Linked DNA regions of Gossypium hirsutum: region 2 is linked to region 1. Evidence: chromatin contacts called from public Hi-C data. All regions are on one chromosome and are shown on one strand. The core of a region is the stretch at or near the end of the contact, and the rest is flanking DNA. Distances in the headings are between cores, read along the strand shown.

What was found. Hi-C and Micro-C count contacts between places; a contact is called where the count stands out from the background.
Region 2: a Hi-C map of leaf shows a contact between it and region 1, with 2.6 times the contacts expected there. The contact joins the promoter of LOC107943313 here to the promoter of LOC107945659 in region 1. A contact is called at or near these places in 5 of 34 Hi-C or Micro-C datasets (callus, hypocotyl and leaf).

What each region holds. Positions count from the first base shown.
Region 1 is chrD12:39,850,776-39,857,344 of Gossypium_hirsutum_v2.1, forward strand. LOC107945659 (tRNA-specific adenosine deaminase TAD1) reads left to right here and starts at 4,683. Exons shown (of 11, transcript XM_041106687.1): 1 at 4,683-4,973; 2 at 5,056-5,176; 3 at 5,286-5,431; 4 at 5,525-5,572; 5 at 5,681-5,794; 6 at 5,946-6,115; 7 at 6,191-6,267; 8 at 6,354-6,473; 9 at 6,548-6,569. The coding sequence starts at 4,817. LOC107945658 reads right to left here and starts at 631. Exons shown (of 5, transcript XM_016879738.2): 1 at 90-631. The coding sequence starts at 267.
Region 2 is chrD12:39,996,963-40,003,781 of Gossypium_hirsutum_v2.1, forward strand. It overlaps LOC107943313 (golgin candidate 4), which reads left to right and starts at 4,818. Exons shown (of 15, transcript XM_041106690.1): 1 at 4,818-5,203; 2 at 6,104-6,202; 3 at 6,452-6,580. The coding sequence starts at 4,991.

The sequences.
Region 1 (6,569 bases), core at 3,433-5,932:
ATGAAAAGTATCGTTATTATAATATATAAAATTGAAAGAAAAACGTTTAATCATAAAAAAGATGAGTGGCGATGGCGAACAAAGCTTACTCTCAACGACGGCAAGAGCCTTCGATTCATCGGATTTTTCCTCAGCTGGCGGTGGAGCTACGGTTGTTTTCTTGGAATCAGCTTTGAGATCCTCCGCTACCGGCGTTGGAGCTTCCACTGCCGGCGTCGGAGCCACGGGCGTTTCAGCCGCAACCTCCTTCTTCGTTTCCTCCGCCATAATTAAAGCTTATAGGTGTACAATTTGTGAAAGGAAAAAGAAAAATGATAATAATTTGGTAATGGATAAGTCTAGAAAATTTTCAATTATCTCTATAATATTTAGTAACGTTAGCTTTAAATGATATAAATTCATTTAATATCAGTATGCAGTTTTATATACTGCACAAAGTGCGCAAATAGTGATCCATTTGCCGTTGATTTTGGATACTTATCTTCGATTTATTCCATCCAACGGTTGGTATGTTCTGAAAAGAGACAAATGTGTTGTAGAGTGTAAGTATAGGTGGGACTGAAGAAAAAAAAACGATATCCAGAAATAAAATTTTATTAGAATCCGTGGTCGGTTTCTTTCCTCCAAATCCAATGTTAGAGTTAATTTTACTGGTTGAGTTTTAATTTAGTTCGTATGGATATTATTGTTAATTTAAGAGGGCGTAAGTTCGGGTGTGTTGAAGTATGTTATCCTCTTATTTATGGGTTAGAGAGAGACATTGTGGCCAAAAAGAAAAAAGTTATAGTTAATTTTAATTTTTTTATGATTTAAAAATAAATATTTTAAAAAAGTATAAAATATTGTATTTTATATATTTTTTGTTATTTTGGGTTTTAATTTTTAAATTTTAATATTTTTTCTGTAAAAGAATTGACTAAATCGTTAAATTTTTAAGGATAATGATATGGTTGTTGGTGTGATAACCACTTATACTTCATAAAATTTTAAAAAGTTTACAAAAATTTATAATTTAAAAAAAATTCACATTATCAATGAAGTCTGTCACATGAGTTGTCACATTAAAACTGTTAAAATTTTAATAATTTTATTAATTTCTCGTTTAAAAAAATAATTTAACTAAATTTTAAAATCTACCATTAAATTGATCCGGGAAAGAGAATTAAAGCTAAAATGAAAGAAAAATAAACATAGAAATTAAATTTATCATTATATTTTTTATTTAAAAATTAACCATAAAAAATCTAAAATTAATATAAAAAAACTAATAAATTCGTGATGGTTTTTCTTTTTTAAATCTAAAAATTTAATTGAAGGGAAATAATTTTATGCCGACAGGTAAAGCGGTTAAAGTATGCCCCGTGTATGGGCAAGTGAGATACGACGACGTGGAGTGGATTTAAGGCATAAATGCTGGGAACTAACACCATGTCATGTAGTGACGGGAAAGAGTAGGGGCCCCACCACCAGCATTGATTGGTTTGACGATATTGAAAGGCTTTGCGCCGTTTGGGGAAAAAAACAGGGACCTGAAATTGATGAGCTGGCGTGAAGAATCCCAGGTGTGTCTTGTCGTTTTCCAACGGATTAATTTTGTCTTAAGAAAAAAAACAAAATCTTTTTATACCTTATTTATTAATCCGCAATCAATCTGGATAACCGGATTGATTTCGAAATTAGATCGATTTAATCGGTTAGATAAAAAATTTATTAGAGTACCAGTTAATAATAAGAGGTTAAGTTTGTAGACTCTCGATCAAATTAGAAAGTTAAATTGATTTTTTATGTTTTTAATTTTTTTAAATTTTTAATAATTTATTCAATTGAACTGATAAAATAAAAAATTAATGGTCAAATTTTTTATAGTTAGGAGACTAAAAAGAAATTTATTAATAATTGAGTGACTATTAGTGTAATTTACCCTAAATTTTATTCACATGTTTTTTTTAACACACTATATCCAAGCTGTCTATATAATAAGTGCACTCATATTTACAAACTACTTTACTGTTATAAATATTAGAAATCCTATCACATGCATATGTATCTGAAAATCACAATTTTAGAACATAAATGTATGTTTAAAAATAACATACAATAAATAATGAAATATATGGTTCGAAACTAATTAATAATAACACATTAAATATGTACAATATTAAAATTAAAAAAATAGATTAAATCGTTTATCATCGTGTTGTCATTAATCTTGAGTCGGTGTCGAGTTAACACTTGTGACACAAACTCAATGAAATATATTATTATTAGAAATCATATTATACCAACTCAATTAGAAACTTAAATAATAGTAAGTAAATATATACAATTGATGGAATTAATAAAGCGTGAATAATAAAATTATAAAAACAAAGTTTTAGTTGAGTGGTAAATCAAATGTTTTACTAATGCAATTGGTTCGGATTTAAACCTCACAATATGCATATTTATTTATTAAAAATAAAAAAACTAAAATACTCTCGAATAATATAACTTATTTTAATTATAAAAAAATATTTTCATAATTTTCCTAATCGAGACAGTAACTCGATTGAGGGTTATATCAATTCTTCAAAAAACTTAAATAATAATGAGTATAAATATTTTACATCATATTCGAATTGATATTTAACACTTAAATTAATGATTAAACCAATAAATCGGGTAAAGATTAAGGTTTAAAATTTATCGAGATGATAAAGGAAATCATTAAATGGAATAAAATGCGTGATGATTGAGTTAGCTTTTAAGAGATGATGTTTTTAGATTTAAGTCGGAAAATATTAAGGTTTAAACCCTAAATTTGGGTGGTGACCAGCCAAGCAAACATGTGATGACGTGCATGGGATCCCTTTGATTGATTCGATGCTGCGCTGTTTGCTAATCACTTGGTTGGCCATTTTGCAATAAAAGGGGACCAATCACCTTTAATGCTGTCTTTTTTAATATTTTATTATTAAGATTATTATTAATTTAATGATTATAGTTCTTTAATCTTTACTTTTGACATGTAGGTTTACCTTTCTTTTGTTAAGTGCAACATATTGTTATAATATTTAATTTTATCACCACGTAAGTTTTATATTAATTGTAAGTAAATGCACCACATATTTAAAAAGGTCTTAAAATTTTTTTTGCATAGCTGTGAGGTTAATTTTAAGTTTTAAATCTCAAATTAATTCGATTTGGTCTAATTCATTGTTCTCTTAATAAAATGATTTGAAGTCATGTTAGTTTAAAAAACGTGAATTCTGAATGAATAAATCATAATTTGAAGTTCGCTCTGATTTTTTGTTTACAAAATTAAAAAAATATAAAAAAATAATTTAAGTTTATGTTTATATATTCTTATAATTAAATTTTTAAAAAATATTTTTTTAAATAAAGAAATGAGTCATTTGAGCATTCCGGGTTAAGTCAAGTTTAGGATTGGGCTCAGAAATTTCATTAATACCTCTATTTTAGTATCAATGAGAAAAAAAAAACATGTTAATTGATTATCTGTTGTAATAGTTAAATTGAATATTATTACAATGAGACTATAACCAGTGGCGAAACTATGGGTGGCAGGGGCCCCGGCCTCCCTTAAAATGAAAATTTTTCCATATGATCTCTTTAAAATTAATATTAAATTAGTAAATGTAAAATTTCAATTTGACCCCCCTAAAATATAAAAAATTGATTTAATCTTTAGAAATTATAAATATATAGTCTATTAAAATGGTGAAATTGCATTTTTCCTATCGTAAAAATTACAATTTAATTTCGGCCCCCTAAAAAGATTTTCTGATTTCGCCCCTGATTGTAATCTACAATGAGATATATATTTGAATTTAAATGCAAGAATGAGAACACAATAAGGTGAATTATAATAAAACGAGAAATAATCATTAATGACATTTTATCATCTGTATATGTAAAATTAAAAGTATACCTATATTAAATTATAAACTAATAAAATAAAGAAGAGTAAAATAGGTAGAAGTACCATGGAGGCCCTTATATTAGGAGCTGGATTGCATTTTGACCCCTCTACTTAAAATAATGCAAATTAGTTCCTATACGTTAGATCATAGAGTAACTCGACCCTTCTGCTAATAAATTTATCAATTTCTACTATTAAAAACTAATGCCTATACGTAAGTATAAGGTACATGTGGCATGCCATGTGTCATAATTTGATTATTCTGTCAGACATGCCAATTTTTAACAATAGAAAATGAATGGAAATTAAAAAAAGAAGTAGACTAGTATACTCTTTGATCTAATGTACAAAGATTAATTTGCCTATTTTTTGAGTAGAGGAGACAAATGTAGGGGCCTTCATGGTATTTTTACCGAATAAAATATTATTTTGTATTATTTATTATATATTATTTATGTGATTACTTATTTTTAGTCCATCATATTAATTACAATAATAGATTATATTTTTGTATGTTTGTCAAAGTCAACAAAATTTAGCATGTCATTCTGTCACATTAACAATTTAGCATAAAATGCTAACTAATTTTAAAAACAAGAGCTTTCGTGAATAAAATTTAAAGGCCAGGGCTAATTTGGCTATGAAAAAGGGACTTACATGAACAAGGTAGAAGTTAAAGGATTTGTTTAGTATATTATCCTTTTTCTTAAATTAACGAAGAACGCGAAGATTTAGAGCAAGCCCAACAACGAACCGGGTAGCTCGAAGAAGCCCCCATTGGCCAACCACCAGACCACCCAGCCCGAGTCCAGTCAAAGTGGAAAGCTTCACAGTTCACAGTCTCTCCTTTTCAGTTTTCACCTTTCACCTTCTTTCCTTGCTTGACTTACTGCCATGGAGGAATCTCAATTGGAACTTGAAGAGAAACAATGGGGACCCACAGTTGCAGACAAAGTGTTTTCACTCTACAAATCACTTCCCAAGAAAGGGAAGCCTCAAGGACGTGAAGTCACCGTTTTAGCCGCTTTTCTTCTCTCATCTCCCTCTCAAGGTTCAATCAATTTGTTGAAGATGGTGCTTCCATGGAAATACTGAATTAATTTACTTATTTTTTATTCTTTTTTGCAGTTCAGATACGGAAGTGATTGCATTAGGCACGGGAACGAAATGTATAGGCCGCTCAAAATTAACCCATAGTGGTAACATTGTCAATGATTCCCATGCTGAAATTATTGCTCGCAGAGCTTTATTAAGGTTCCCCTCCCCCCTTTTTTGCTAAAATGGGTTTTAGGGATTTTTATAAAATTAAGTTTTAGGGTTTCTAAGATTTTTATATATTTTTCCCCTTTTGTGATTGAGCCAGGTTCTTCTATGCAGAGATTCAATGTCTTAATGATAACAATGGTTTTCAAAACTCGATTTTTGAATCGGAATTGGATGGTTCCGGAGGAATAAAGTACAAAATCCGAGCAGCGTGGAAATTACATTTGTACATATCTCAATTACCATGTAATTCCTTAAAGATTTTTTTTTTTTTTTAGTTTTCAATTTCATTTTTGAGAATGCATTTTAAGTTTCTATACCTCTTGTTGTGTTTAATAGGTGGGGATGCTTCACTTAGTCTGGTACCGTCTTCTATCGCTGAGCATGGTCGGTTCGTATTAAAGATTTCTGTGAAATGGTTATACCATACATTAGTTTTGATAGTAATATGTATGATCCTTGTGCCTTTTATTGAATTGGTACCACCGTTTTCAGGAGATTGTTCAGAACTAATTGGATTGGTTCAAAGGAAGCCTGGTCGAGGTGATACAACATTGTCAGTTAGCTGTTCTGATAAGATAGCTCGTTGGAATGTTGTTGGTGTTCAAGGTTCAAGGTTCATCACTTGCTATTATATACGTAGTCTACTATCATTTGCATGCTACATGCTTTGTTTCTACTATCATCGATACTGAAACATGGATAACTGTGCGGCATATATGTTTTCCTTTTTATGATTTTACATTGTGTCTCGTCTTAGGGGCTCTGCTTTCATACTTTCTTCGACCTGTTTACCTGCATTCTGTTACTGTCGGAAGATCTCCTTATGTTTCCGAGGATGTTTGCTTGGTGAAACAATTGAAAAGATCCTTGTTCGAGCGGGTTACACCTTTGTCAAATGAGCTTATAAAACCTTTTGAAGTTAACAAGGTTTGTGAAGTTTACAGTTACTTAATCCTATATATAGGACAGGGGGATTTTGATACTTTAGTGCTGTGTGAGCAGCCGATATTTTGTGCGGCACCGGTACCACCAAAGGAGTTTCAACATTCTGAGACTGCTCAAGCCACCTTAACTTGCGGGTACTCGTATTGAATATACCAAAAAATAGGTGTAGGTATTGTTTTATACTTTTGCTTTTTATATTGATTTATATATTGGTTTTTAGGTATTCTATATGCTGGAATAAATCGGGGCTGCATGAAGTTATTCTAGGAACTACCGGACGAAAGCAAGGCACATCTTCTAAAGGGGCAGTTTATCCATCGACGGAATCATTGTTGTGCAAGTAAGTTAGAAGTATGCTAATGGAACCAAAACATGTCATTAACGTGTTCTTATAAGAACATTTTTCCTCCCTAGGAAGCGATTTTTGGAAACTTTC
Region 2 (6,819 bases), core at 3,568-6,067, 150 kb after region 1:
CCGCTAAAACTCTATCTTTTGTGGCGTTTTTTGTTTAAACGCCGCTAGAACCGCCGCTAAAAAGCTGTTTTGGTGTAGTGACTTCAACCTATTAGATTTAAGAACTACCTTTTGATTAAAAGGTATGATTAAAACTTTCAAATTTGAAAAAAATACAAAGATTAAAAACAACCAAATTAGAATATAGAGATTAAATCTATACTTTATGCATAATACAAGGATTAATAGTAAAATTTGACTTTTTTTAACATTTTAGATCTAAGTTGGCTAATCAATAAGTGCGTACGTATTTGTAATTTGATCCATGTGCTTTAAATATTTTCTATGTCACATTTGAGTCCATGCTTAATGCCCAAACTAATGACTTGGTCAATGAATGGAATTGATTAATATGATATTTGATTGTTTAAGGATCTAATTAAAATATTTTGAAGTTTGTGAACTGATTTAAAATATTTCAAGGAAACCTTGTGGAATTTACCAATAAATATGGAAATAGGGCCTTTGACTTTGTCGATACTAATGTGTAAATTCATTTTCTCAATCATCGTGGCATGTTCAACGAAAACGAATCTCAACAAATGTAAAAAGAAAATCATGTCGGTCGGACCGTTTTTAAGACCAAAATCTTATCGGTAAATTTCCACTTTTTATTTTTATTTGGATAAATTACGTGGAAGGTTACTAAATTATTAATAAGTTTATGTTTTAGATATTCAATTTTAAAAAATTACAAAATGATCACTAAACTTTTTAAAAGTTTTTATTAAGTCACTGTGCGGTTAAAATCACTATTATATGACTTTCTTTATTCGAATTGCCAACATTGATCAAAAACTCTTATTCCCTTTTTTTCTACAATTAAGTTTTTTTTCCATAAAACAACTTTGAACGTCATGAATCTGCGAACCAAAACTCAAATAGCTTTCTTCTTCGATCTCCTACAACGATCGCCAGATCAACTTGGATCTAAGGTATGTTCTTCTTGTAACAACCCGATTTTGGGTCTAGACGGAACAATGGTTTTTGGACCACAAATCCGACGAGGAAAAAAAATGTAATGGCCTGAATTTTCAGAGGTGTAGGAACGGTGATTCGAGATCACTAAATTCGACAAATGAGTAGAAAATATTATTAATTTAGTGAGTATAAGTTAAATGTGAAGTTAGGAAAATTTTTGAAATAGTGAATAGTGCACTAGAAATAAATATTAAAATAATTAGAATAAAAAAACAGGGTATCGAGACCTCGAAGATTTTAAATCGAGCCATAAATATTTTTATAAATATTTATGGAGTGTTAAAAATTTAGTATTAAGGTTTCATTAAGAAATTTTAAAGTTCCGATAATTAATTGAACAAAAAGGACTAAATTGTAACAAATGCAAAATTATGAGAAATGATTAAATAGCTTAAATGATAAAAAGAAGAGGGCTTCAAAGGCAAATAGACCCAAGGCCTATTTGGGCTGGACGGCAAAGGCAAGAAATCAGCAACAAAGTAAGGAGAAAAAGGGGCAAAATTGGAATATTGCAAAATTTACTTAATAAAGTTAGGACCAAAGTGGAATTATTTAGATTTTTCATTATTTTTCTGCATTCTCATAAGCAAAAACACCATAGAAGGGTTTCCTTAAACTGGTTCTTCCTATTTTTACTGCAAGTAAGTTCAATTCTTGATTATTTCTTGAAATTTTGGTATTTTTGTGACTTTTACAATTAGGCCCACTTGTTGTATTCATCAGTTTTTGATTCTATGAAAGAAGTTGGAAGTTGCTATGAATACATGTTGGAAATATATGATGATTTAGCATGGAATTAGAGCTTTAAATTGTTCATATGCTGATTTTATTGAAAGAATTGAATAGAAAGTGAATGTTTGGGACCTAATAGTAAAAGAGTTTGAAGATAGAGTTATATGTGGAAATTCTGAATTTAAATAGTTTTGAAACAACTTATAATGTCTAGGTAAAGTATTAATTGAGAAAATTAGATTAATTGAGGGGTTAATTGATAAAGGACCGAATTGTATAAACTGTGAAATTTGGGGCAAAATGGAAATTAACATTTGGCACTAAAGCAGTTTTGGACAGCAGCAGTAGTATAATTTTGAAAAATCAACAAAAATTGTGAGAATTGAATTAGAGGGTGAATAAAATATGAAATTAAAGCTTATTAAGTCTAGTTTCTCATAGAAGAAACAGTGTAAACAATGGAATTGTAAATCATGAGATATAATAAATTTTGTGAGACAATGTCAGAATGATTTCGGGTTCCCCTGTTCTGACTTTGGAAAATCATAAAAAAATTGAAGAAAAATAATTATGAGTTATAATTTATATGCTTAGAATCCTTAATGAGTCTATTTTCAAAGGAAATAAATGGAAACATCATCCAAATTCTGTAAAATTAGATGATTCATTTTTAGTGAAGAGTGGTCGGAACTGTCAGACAGCGAAACAGGGGAAACTTTAAAGAATAAACTGTACTATTTGGCTAAACCAAAAATTCTGAAAATTTTATGGTAAGAAGGTATGTGAGTCTAGTTTCAGGGAAAATTAACGGATCTTAATTTTAAGCTCTGTAGCTCTGGATAAAAATAATTTAGTGACTCTAACTCGGATAAACAGTTTTGAATATACATGTGAGTGAATAGTAAAATTATAGCTAATGTTGTTTAAGTGTGTTATACACACTAAGGATGTGGAATGGAGAGGAGGAGGAGGAAAATTGGGAAATATATGAATGATTTGTGTATAATTGGTCATATACTTGATTTTAATTGATAAACGATGAAATAGAAATGATGCTTATATTTGTGCATTATTGGTCATGGTTTAAGCTCATGTGTGAAAATAAAGTTTCATAGTATGTGTGTATGGTATATTTGGTATATGATTTGGCATGAAATAATGTCCTGAATGGCTTATGAATTAACACATGTTGGTAAGCCTGATACATGAATAAATGTTGTGCTCATCCATGCTTATAATGCTTATGCTATATGTGTATTTGGCTAACATATTTGGTGTATATGCTTAGGCTTTGGCCAAGTAGTGGCTAGATTATGCCACGTTAAATTTATAAGTTATGCATTGAAATGGTTTATCATGTGGTTAGTTCCAAAAAGAGTTATGTTTAAATACACTAGCTTGCAACTATGGTTGAATGATATGCTTATATCTTGTGTGATGTGCATAGAAACAAGTGTGGAAAGATAATGAAATAATAAGTTCATATGGCTGAAATTTAATGATTAAATGTTAATTTCATGAATTATATAATGTATGATGAAATGTATTTAGTGTTGAAATGAGAGTAAAATAAAAATGCGAAAATTGAATAAATGATTAAATTAAGCGGAACGCCGGATTTGAGTACTTCTGATCAAGAGATAAAGTGATAAGTGGTAGCTTTAGCTACACTTATCTGATCAAGTGACAAAGTGATAAGTGGTAGCCTTAGCTACACTTATCTCATCAAGTGACAAAGTGATAAGTGGTAGCCTTAGCTACACTTATCTGATCAGGGACAAGTGATAAGTGATCATACGTAAAGCCATAGTTATACTATGGCAAAGTCAAAGTGAAGTACTCAATTTTCCGTAATCGTTCCCTAATTTGATTAAGGATGGTAAGTGACAAATGGGCCCAAACGAATTAAAGCAAATGGATAAGTGGTAGTGTATTTATACCAGGGTGATGTTGTTATTTAAGCTAAAGTGATATTTTCATTGCAAAATTGAGAATTTTATAAATGTGTTATTGAACGGTATAATCGATAAACGTTGAGTTAAATGGTAAATACGTATTAGTGTTGAACTTAATGTCATTGAATTGTACGTGAATTAAATGGAAATTGCTAGTGAATTGATTTAAATTGTGAGCATGAGAAGTTGTGAATTGAATGAAATGGAAATGAAACATTAAATTGCATGAGTATGTATCGGGTCTCGTAGGCCCTAATTATTATGATTATAATATTTTGAGGATATATTGTGAAAAGTTATAGAAGCATGTTAATTATTTTGAAAGTTTTAATTTAGATGAAATTTTATAATTCGGTTAAATACGTTTACAAGTGTATGTGTTTTGGTAATGCCTCATACCCTATTCCGGTGTTGGATACGGGTAAGGGGTGTTACACTTCTACTCCTTGATGGGTACTAATCCACTGTATTGATCGTTAAATCATTGCTTGGAGCTCTCTCAAAGACAAATTCTCATTTCATTCCCTATTAAGTTTTTAAAATTATAAAATAGTTTATAGTAAAAATACACTTTGCCCTCCTAAGTTGAAAATTTATTCAACTTAATCCCATTAAAGTTCTAAAGTAACAAGCATATACAAAGATAAAATTGTACTTTGATTTCTTTAAAATTTTATAGTTTAATTTTGGCCTTTCAAAGATAAACTTTTGTCTTCCTCCTTGAGCTCGTTAGCTGAACTTTAAAAAATCTTAACAACCCAGTAACTTAAATAAAAACATTTAAATAGTTCAATGGCTTAAATTAAAACTTTCGAATAGTTGAGTAATTATTTTAAAACTTTTTATAATTAAATGACTAAAACGTAAACTTAATAACAGTTTAATAACCTTCGATGCAATTTTCTCTTTTATTGTTTTCAAAGAGGGGAGAGGAAAGCCGCTACGAAATTTTTTTTGGCGTAAAATTTCAACCTCGGATATTATCAAAAAATAAAAATAAAAATAAATCGGATATAAACGGGCCAACCCGAACGGACCCGTTTCAGGATCCGCCCAATTGATCTTGACCGGTACTGTTTAAGCATACATTAATTAACCCTTTTATTTCTTGTTTATATATCTGCAAAAATAAAATAAAAAACATTCTAAATCCTCAAAACCGTTGTTCAAACGTATCGGTTATTTTTTGCCCTAATTTCATCGAAGAAAATCTCAGGTATTTTTGAAATCCATCTACGTTTTTTTTTATTTTCCACGAATTTGATTTGCGGGAGCTTTGGAAGATGTGGAGTTCGATTGCGGATTTGAAAGAGAATTTGCATAAGATCGCGCTTGATGTATACGACGATGAGGACGAAGAACGCGAGATCTACGGTTCAGGGAATGGAGATCATTCGCCATTCTTTGATAGAAGGAACTCTCATAGGTTTGCCCATTCAAAGCCCGTTTCTGTCTCTCCGATCGCTAATGGAACCGATTCGCCGATAAATTCTGAGGTATTATTGCATTTAGTTTTCGCGCTTGATTTTTGTTTAAATTAATGTTTGGCTCCTCTTAGTTTGGAATAAATTCAGCTTGTTTTTTTGATGCATTTGTAGAATTATGGAATGATTTTAGTTCACACTACAGTTTGAGTTCGCGAATGAGTGAACAGTCTCTATTAATTGAGGATATTAGTGTCGATCTTTTATTAGGGATATATATCACATTTGATAGTTTGAGTAGGTAATATTTTGTCCTTTGGCAATTTGGAATCAAGCTTTGGGAAGTGATAGCTTAAGCCTGAAGCTACTCTGTAAACACCTAGTGGTAGATCCAAAACTTTGACTTGATGAATTCAATTTCCAAAGATTTATTGCTTAAACTTTTATATATATATATATCTTGGTGAGGTTTGAAGTTGTTGATAACATGAAATAGTGCTGAGATAGTTCAAGGATCTTTACATGGATGCATAGAACTTCTATTTGACGATTGTAAGTCTAACATGCTATACTAGCAACATTTATATCGGATTTGTTCTTGTCATCTTGGTGTTGATAGAGAGCCTCCTAGAACCCAAGTAGCTGAGTGTAATCTTTTCTAGTATTAAGATTTTCATATTTGCACAAGAACTAGTTAGAAAAACTTATTCAGGTTCATAATATGGTCTCTGCCATAATATTTGAAGAGCATTTGACTTTGGGTTGAATGTAACCTCTTTTAGGGCTTCCTAAGCTCCTCTTTTGGTGTCAGAGATGACTGTTTGCTTTTTGATTGAGTCAATTGTAGGCATGAATTTTTAGTCTTTAATCTCATGGACGTTACTTTACTAGTGGGCTTGGCATTTCTAGGGAATTTGTGGTATTTTACTTTTCATGCATGATAAATAAACTGTGTTATGATTATTTTTGTAGATTGAAAGATACAGAGCAGAAATTAAGAAGCTTCAGGAATCCGAGGCAGAAATTAAGGCTTTGTCATTCAATTATGCTGCTCTATTAAAAGAAAAAGAGGTATCTGATAGTTTTCGTATTGTTTGATTTAAAAATATCTTGTGCCAACTTGGTAGTTTACAATTATGACCGGTGATATATTTTATGGCAATAAGGGCATGCTGTGGTTGTTCTAGTTTATTTCCAGGATTGGTCTAAAATTCAGTTCTTACAAATGATAATAGTGCAAATAATTTACAGCTTTCTTCTAGTTTTTAAACATTTTCAAATGGCTTCTTTCTCTCTATTTGCCTTGCATTCCATTTCCAGGAGCAAATTTCGAGGCTGAACCAAGAAAATGGCTCATTGAAACAAAATTTGAATGCGACAAATGCAGCTTTGAGTGCAGCTAGAAGCGAAAGTTCCGAAGTATCTAGTAATGGAATTAATGCACCCAAGGTAGTTGCTACTCTCAGTTAGAGTTGTCTGAGGTTTGTTTATTGAGAAATCCTGGAATTAATGCATTAGGTTCTGCAATTCCGAAGGCATATGTAGTTCCATGTAATAAAGCAAACATAATGTGCTACTACTGAGTCTGCTGTTTCTGATTGCTTCTGTAACTAGAGAGAAGCAGGTCTGAAAAGGTTTTGTTGTATTATGTTTCATACCTCTGGCAACCTTGAACCTCCCAATAGGTG